Linked DNA regions of Hordeum vulgare: region 2 is linked to region 1. The links are chromatin contacts, called in public Hi-C maps. All regions are on one chromosome and are shown on one strand. Each heading gives the region's core, a stretch centred on a gene start, on an enhancer-like site or on the middle of the called end of the contact. The rest is flanking DNA. Distances are from core to core; before and after follow the strand shown. Region 1 has its middle 17 kb from the start of LOC123404678. Region 2 holds the start of LOC123402112 (actin-related protein 3).

Region 1 (3,591 bases), core at 56-2,555:
AGCCAACGTGCCACACGTCACACTGCACGTTAGAGGCCACTATCTAATAGAGCAGGACGCCCAATGCAAACGCAAAATGTTTATCAATGGATTGTATTTTTCACATGGGGACAGTGCCCATATTGTTTGAAACATTACCAGTGTAAGTGTATTTGATGCTCATTTTAATCTCAAGCCACCAATTGATGTTGTGATTAGCATGTGAGAGAACTTGGACACGACAAAGTAGCTATTGTTAGCGGTGTGTACAGGTTGAGGAGCTTCTCTCGGAAGATATGGGAATCGACAACATTGACTTGAACGGCCGCGCGGTGCTACACATCCTCACCACGAGGGATGGTGGTGGAAAATAGTGGTCCACTAGAAGACCAACATCAACGCCCACAAGTGAGAATTGACTAGAAGCACTTGTTTGTACGCTAATGATGTCGCAGTCTTTCTCAACCCAATGAGACAGGAAATGCTAACGCTGCGATCAATCCTTCGAGCATTCGCGGACGCTACGGGACTCAAAGTAAATTTCACCAAGAGTACGATGTTGGCCATCAATGACGACATCTTCTGCTTACACGACGTGGTCGGACCCCTGGGGGCCATATGCACAACCTTTCCATGTAGATTTCTCGGTCTCCCGCTCTCCCTCCACAAGCTGCGCAAGAGTGATATGCAACCGCTTATTGAAAAAATCTTGGCAAGGTTGGCGTGTTGGAAGTTCAAATTGCTTGCTACCGCACGCAGGCTGGTCCTCCTCAACTGGGTGTTCTCAGCGTTCACGGTGCACTAGATGTCGGCGCATGAGATGCCGAGGTGGGTGAGCTGGCAAATCGACAAGATTAGGCGTGCATGGCTTTGGAAAGGCCAGGAATTTTGCCACAGTGGCTAATGCAAGGTCGCTTGGGGTAGGATCTGCATGCCTGTTAGAAATTAGTCAGTACATTAACTCAAGGGATGTGTCCAACTCCGAACAATCGTGTCTCCTCTCTCTCTATTGTCAATACGCACCTGTTCTGAAGGGATGTCTTCGAACATACACCTATTCTTCGCACCTTTTTCAGATGTATGTATACTTGAGAATCAATAGAAACAAGACTAATTGTCCATTCACTTTCATTCAATCTCGTTTCCGTTTAATACGTTATCAGTCACGTGTCTCTACCGAGAGCAGAAGGCCACAAGAGAGATCAGTCCATCCAGACAGTTACGGATGTCGTTCTCGTCGCCGATGACCAACCACATGCGAAGCGGCGCTGGAGCCCAGGTGCCAGTGCTCGACCTGGCGCCCTCCAGCGCATGGTTTGGTCTCGCCCTCTCGTTCTCCTTCTCCCGGACGCAGACAGTAGTGGCCGACGCCCTCCCCATCACGGCTCGCGATGGAGCCCACAGCGGTTCCTCGACAGCGGCGCACCCGCATCTTCTACATCCACGCGACGACGAAGGCGGTCGATGAAAGTGTGGCAACGCCCGACGCGACTCCTAGGGAGGAGCACGCAGCGTCCTTTGGTGGTTCGGCCTGACATTGAACGCCGTGGCTGTGGCGCCCGCCCATACCCCGCGCCCGTTTGCGTGGCCGCCGCCTGTGCCGGGCCACACCCGTCCGCTCGGCCGCGCCCCGCGCCCCTCAGCCTGTGCCGAGCCGCGCCCGTCCGCTCGGCCGTGCCCCGCGCCCCTCCGCCTGTGCCGGGCCGCGCCCGCGCCCCTCCCCCTGACCGCCGCCCGCGCCAGGCCACGCCACGCCCACGCCCGCTCGAGCCCACACCAGGCCATGGTTGCGCTCGCCCGCGCTCGGACGCGGCGCTCGATCTCATGAACGGTGCCGCAAACGGCGCCTTCATCAGCGTGGCTTCCAGCCACGGGCTCCTTGGTGGTTCCTCTCCCAAGGAAGATGACGAGCACGGAGGGGGCTCACCTCTCCGCCGGTGAAGTGGCCAACTAGCCGTGGGAGTCTCCGCCCGTCTCGGTGCGATTTGGGAACGAAAGCGGTGGTGGATATTTCCTCTGGTCCCTCTTCCTTATCTGCTCGCGTTGGCCTGGATGGGCTGCCTTCACGTGGCAAATTTGCTTGTGGCTGGTACTTTATGCAGGCCGCAACGCCTGTTTTATTTGCTTATTTGCATCTTTGTTTAGCAGATTAGCAATTAATCTCCTAACAACACTTCTAGCAGTAATTTACTTTTGTTTTAGATCTGCTAAAATAGTCCATAATTTTAGTACTGTTTTCTGTTGAGTTTTAAAATTCCAGAAATATTTGTACATTGATACTTGACATGTTCAATGTGTTTACCACATATCAAATTTTCTAGCACATGTTTTCCGCGATTGAGATTAAGTTTTCTCGCAAAACAATATTGATTTGCGATTGAGATTAAGTTTTCTCGCAAAACAATATTGATTTGCGATTGAATTTGTTTTCTTTTTTCGAAAACAATCTCACTGCGATTGAGATCAATTTTCTCTCGCAAAACATTAATTCACTCTGCTGAATTATCTTGCAATTTGATACAAGATCATCTCATTTAATTTGAGGTCTATACAATTTAAGTTTTCACTTGAGCATCAAGTTTTCAACATCATTACTATTCATTACAATAGTAGTGTATTTCTGTTGAGTACCGAGTTGTATTCCAGATCTTAAGTTGATGAAATATATTTTCATGTTTATCACGTGTTGAGATTAATTTTGTCCATTTGCAATAGAGATTTTTAATGTCTTGCGAAGATAAATTCAGTACTTCTACGGTACTGTTTCTCTGTTGAGTACGATGTATTTCGAAATGTATTTATTTCCATGTTCAACGCATGTCAAGATCAATACGTCTATTTGCAATTGAGATTTTCAATTTCTTGCAAATAAATATGCAAATTTTGAAGTGTTATTTTTCAAATTGATGCTTGGGATCACAAGGTAGTCATATGGATCTACCGCCCATGCAGATTATCAATGATTATTGATAAAGCCTACATTTTGTCGTCTTGACATTATGATTGTTTTACAAAGTGCTGTCCCACACATTTTACTAAGTCATGACATAAGGCACTACGAGTGAGTCTAGTGACTTCATCAGATTATACTCCCTAGTGCCGCGAGATCTACTCCATTTTGGAGATTATCTTGAAGGTACCATATTTAGCAATTTGAGATTCACATTAATGGTTTCAAGATAAGTTCTTGAAATACCCATTAATTTTACTAAATTCATTACAACATCAACCATGATGGTCTTAAATTTACTGTAGGTAAATTAATTATCTCTGGTTCACCCATAGAGGTAACATATGTCTATAAGGCGTCAGCTGTACTAGTATTTGCTCCTCCGAAACATTTTTTGTTGTTGTTCACTAAAATATTTTACTCTCATAGTAAATATTGTTCTTGCACACTTTGCTTGAATATGTAATAGCAAACTAAGGAAATATTTGCATATACGTATGATTACCTTCTATTACATTGGTAAAACACATGGCAATGATTGAGTGTCTCAACACTTTCGCAAGGTCCACACCACATCGTGGTTATAGTTTCATAGTGACTAACCAATGTTAAACATGCAAGTCTGTACGTTTTGGCAGTGACTCTAAAGTCACACACTTCCT
Region 2 (4,081 bases), core at 1,486-3,985, 190 kb after region 1:
ATTCGCACAAACACACACACACACACACGTAAAAACACATTTGCCTAAAAAATACCAAAAACGACAAATAAAGAAGACGGCAATCACTTGATGACGTCAACTTAGTAATGTCACATCTAGATGAGGCTTAGACAAATGCTTCTTCAACACAGCTCCATCATTGCTCTGTTTACTTAGATTCTTTCAAAGAATTGTCTTTTTTTTGAAAGAAAATTTTAAATCCTGCATCCACCCTACTCTAGTCTATAATTTTGATTCTACATTACTTCCATTGAAGAAGCTACATGTGCCTCAAAAGCTTAATGGTAAATAAATCTTGTGAAAGTTTTTATAATCTCTCCCTAATAATAAAGCAACGATTGCTTCTGTCGTCCGTCGTGACAGTTTTAGAAAAACGTCTCCCTGATTTTTCAAAATCAACCCGCGGTCCTCCATTAATTGAAAAAAAAGTTTCATTTTTCCAAAAAAGCCCCTGTCCTCCACCGGTCCAGGGATGGGGTGGATCGGGATGGTCCGTTCCCGATCTGGCTGAGGAGGAGGTCGGCCCGTCGACGGCAGCTCCGGCGTCGGCAAGCGTCGCGGCGGTGGTCAGAGCTGGAGGCGAGGTCGAGGGGCATGTGGGACGGCCGGATCCATGACGATCCGGGCCGGATCTGGCGGTGGGCGCAACGCACCATGCGGCGGGGCGGCGAGGCTGGAGGCGACGGCGCGCGGGGCGGCGCCGTGCAGGAGAAGCTCACGGCCGGGCTGACCGCGGCGGCCGTGACGGCGGCGCTGGTGCTGCCCGAGGTCGCGGAGGCCATTGGTTGTTGTTGATTTATCATCCCTATAATGGTTCTTGACAATTTGCAAGTACGGAGTACATACGGATTAATGGAATCCATGGCTTTTAACAAGTCAAATTCAATGACAATGATTCAGATAAGTATGGAGTTCACGTCCAATTTTACATTTGGCTGTTATGAGAAAATAGTTTGTATATTATGCACCTTGAGGACGAACATCAGAGATTGTGGGGCAAGGATATACGAATATCATTGTGTTTGTAAACTTGTGAAGTATTTGAGAAGCCTCTGTACATTCAACAAAAAAAGACATGTAGGCAGAATCTGGTTAAAGATTTACCTACGTGGCTGCATTCATGACAAGACTACATGATAGTTGTTGGCAAGCTCCTCGATAATTTAGGAAAACCTTCTGTGCAAATTCAGCAGTCCAAGGATTTCATTACATTTCCCCGAATTTATAGTTTCTTACACAGAATTTATAGTTTCTTACACCTGCTTGTACATGAGCAGATGGGTCACTTTATTCAAGTTCCATTATATTTGAGACAAGGAAATTGTTTATTGATGCTTCACGAAGAAGCAAAAATAACATGTTCTTTTTATCTCTCAGGGAGAACATTGGCGTTAATTACAACAGCTTGAAGAGTAGGTTATGTATTTTGTTGATTTTACAAATTGATAATTGCTGCATCACGTACTTAAATGTGATCTTAAGTTTGGAATTTGAGTGAAAACTTTTGCTTAAGCACCTTTTGTGGTTTGAGATTTTCTACATCTTTTGCTTCATGCTTGCTTGTTCTGGCTTTTGCACCATCAGTTTTCCTCTCATCATTCGGTTTACTTTCCTTCTATTTTCTCTCTTTACCTATAGCCGATGGTCCTACTCATTTTAGGAGTTGTTGGACACCAGGGCCTTGTAGTGGAGGGGCCGCTAATGATACTGCACTTCAACACCAGGATTAACGGGGATTTCAGCGGCCACCCCGCCATCAGCTCAACACCAACCGCAGCAGCATGATGGGTGGGCGCCGCGGCCTGATGAGGAAAAAGGTGAACTTTCTTTGCATAGTTTAATACTCCATCTGTTCCTAAATATAAGTCTTTGTAGAGATTTCATTAGTGGACTACATACGGATGTATATAGACATACTTTAAAGTATAGATTCAATCATTTTGCTCCGTATGTAGATCCTTAGTGAAATCGCTTAAAAGACTTATATTTAAGAACGGAGGGAGTATTCAACTTGGATGTTGTTTATTGAAGAAAACCCAAAACAACTTGCGCCTTGATTTTTTTGCTTGCTATTGGTGCAAATTTAACATGTTTGTTTTCGGTCTTTTATGGTCGAACCAAGAAGGATTAAGTGTTTTCTCAATTATTTGTTTGGCAGGCCGGACAAGATGTCATTTATGACCTTCATGCTTCAACTCACTTCCTCAACCTGGCTAACCATAGTTTATGGTACCTGTTTTTTTGCTTTGTAGTGAAGCTCCTGTGGTATTTGCTTTGTACTGAAACTCCCGTTGCAACGCACGGGCAATTGTCGTAGTAAAAAGTTACGTTTTGTAGTAATTGTTTAGGTTGCTTACCAACATGTGACATGTGGTATTTGCTTTGTACTGAAACTCTTGTTGCAACGCACGGCAATTGTACTAGTAAAAAGTTACGTTTTGTAGTAATTGTGTAGGTTGCTTACCAACATGTGACAGGTGGTGATTCTTTTTGTTAGTTTAGTGGCAAATCCACGTCCAGACAGAGGGCTAAAATATTCTCTACTATCGCGTCAGGCCCACCTATCAGCGTAAAAGACGTCCTCCAGGCCCGCCTGTCAGCTGCTAAACGCCGAAATTTGAGTACGTGCCCACTGCTGTGAGTGTGAGTAGTACCGGAGATTGAGGAGAAGGAAAGGCACGAGGCCGTCCGTCGGTGGCGGCGTCGCAATCATCCCGCACGCCCCCACGCCACGCCACGCCACACCGTCACCGCCCGCACCAACCCGAGAAAGAACAACACTGGAGGACACCGGCAGCATCAGCAACCCGCTCTCCACCCCCGACAATCCCAAAGCCAAGCAAAGCAACACCAAACCCAAAGCACAAGCACAAGCACAAGCACAAGCTAATCTCGCTCCAGGTTCCACTCTCCACCACGATTCCTCGATTATCTCCCTTCTTCTCCAAGCTTCTAGTCCCCTCTCGCGCTCTCGACTCCGCACCAACCAGCCCAAGCTCGGCCCCTTCGGTGGCGGTTACTACCACTAGTGCCGGTCGGTGGTGGGATGCCCGCCGCTGCGACGGTGGCTGCCGCCCGCTACCGTTTCCTCCCGTCGCCGACTTTCCTCTCGCCAGGCGCAACCCGGTGGTGCCGCCGGTGACCTCATCTCCGCCCCTGCACCACGATGGACCCCACCTCACGCCCCGCCGTCGTCATCGACAATGGCACCGGGTACGCATCTCTGTCCTTCACGCTTACCAGATCTGCGCGTGGGTCGAACGCGCGATGCTGATCCAAGTAACCGTGGCAGCTACACCAAGATGGGATTCGCGGGGAACGTAGAGCCCTGCTTCATCACCCCCACCGCCGTCGCCGTCAACGAGTCCTTCTCCGACCAGACGCGGGCCACCGCCAAGGGGAACTGGCTGGCGCAGCACAGCGCTGGCGTCATGGCCGATCTCGACTTCCTCATAGGGGAGGAGGCTTTAGCCCGGTCACGTTCCAGCAGCACATACAGCTTGAGCTACCCCATTCGCAACGGCCAGGTGGGTGCCGAATGTTGATGTTATGTTTTGAACTCTCATGTGCGTGCGTGATCTTCGTTAACTTGGGCTGAAAATTAACTGCTCAGGTTGACAACTGGGACACCATGGAGAAGTTCTGGCAGCAGTGCATTTTCAATTACCTCAGGTGTGACCCAGAAGATCACTATTTCCTGCTGACCGAGAGCCCACTGACTCCTCCTGAAACCCGGGAGTACACCGGGGAGATCATGTTTGAGACGTTCAATGTGCCTGGTCTGTACATAGCGGTTCAACCCGTCCTTGCCCTAGCCGCAGGATACACAACAACCAAGGTTAGTCGTCAGAGTTTTCTCTTGTGGTTATTGATTGAGCTTTTAGGATTTCCCGAGCCTGGACTCTGAAACTGGCCATTCAGTATACTTTTACTGTTGTATTGCACATTTCCGACGAGCAAGATTTACAGTGGTTCCCTTTTCGATTACCTCGTTTGTTCTGTTCTGTCAATGTAGAATACTCTAGGTTATGCTATGTGATCTCTTGTCTTGGACATTCAA

Evidence for each region. Hi-C and Micro-C count contacts between places; a contact is called where the count stands out from the background.
Region 2: a contact with region 1 is called in a Hi-C map of leaf, with 9 times the contacts expected there. The contact joins the promoter of LOC123402112 here to the enhancer-like site in region 1. A contact is called at or near these places in 3 of 6 Hi-C or Micro-C datasets (leaf and seedling) and 1 of 1 datasets of contacts at active chromatin or transcription factors (embryo).

The regions. Positions count from the first base shown.
Region 1 is chr6H:333,553,991-333,557,581 of MorexV3_pseudomolecules_assembly, forward strand. No RefSeq gene overlaps it. Among protein-coding and RNA genes, the nearest start is that of LOC123404678, 17 kb to the left of the region's middle. Within about 2 kb of position 1,306, at least 3 of the 3 cell types and tissues checked have open chromatin away from gene starts, as enhancers often do. A contact at or near this core is called in leaf and seedling, where this site is marked.
Region 2 is chr6H:333,745,191-333,749,271 of MorexV3_pseudomolecules_assembly, forward strand. LOC123402112 (actin-related protein 3) reads left to right here and starts at 2,736. Exons shown (of 10, transcript XM_045095993.1): 1 at 2,736-3,234; 2 at 3,314-3,548; 3 at 3,635-3,859. The coding sequence starts at 3,188.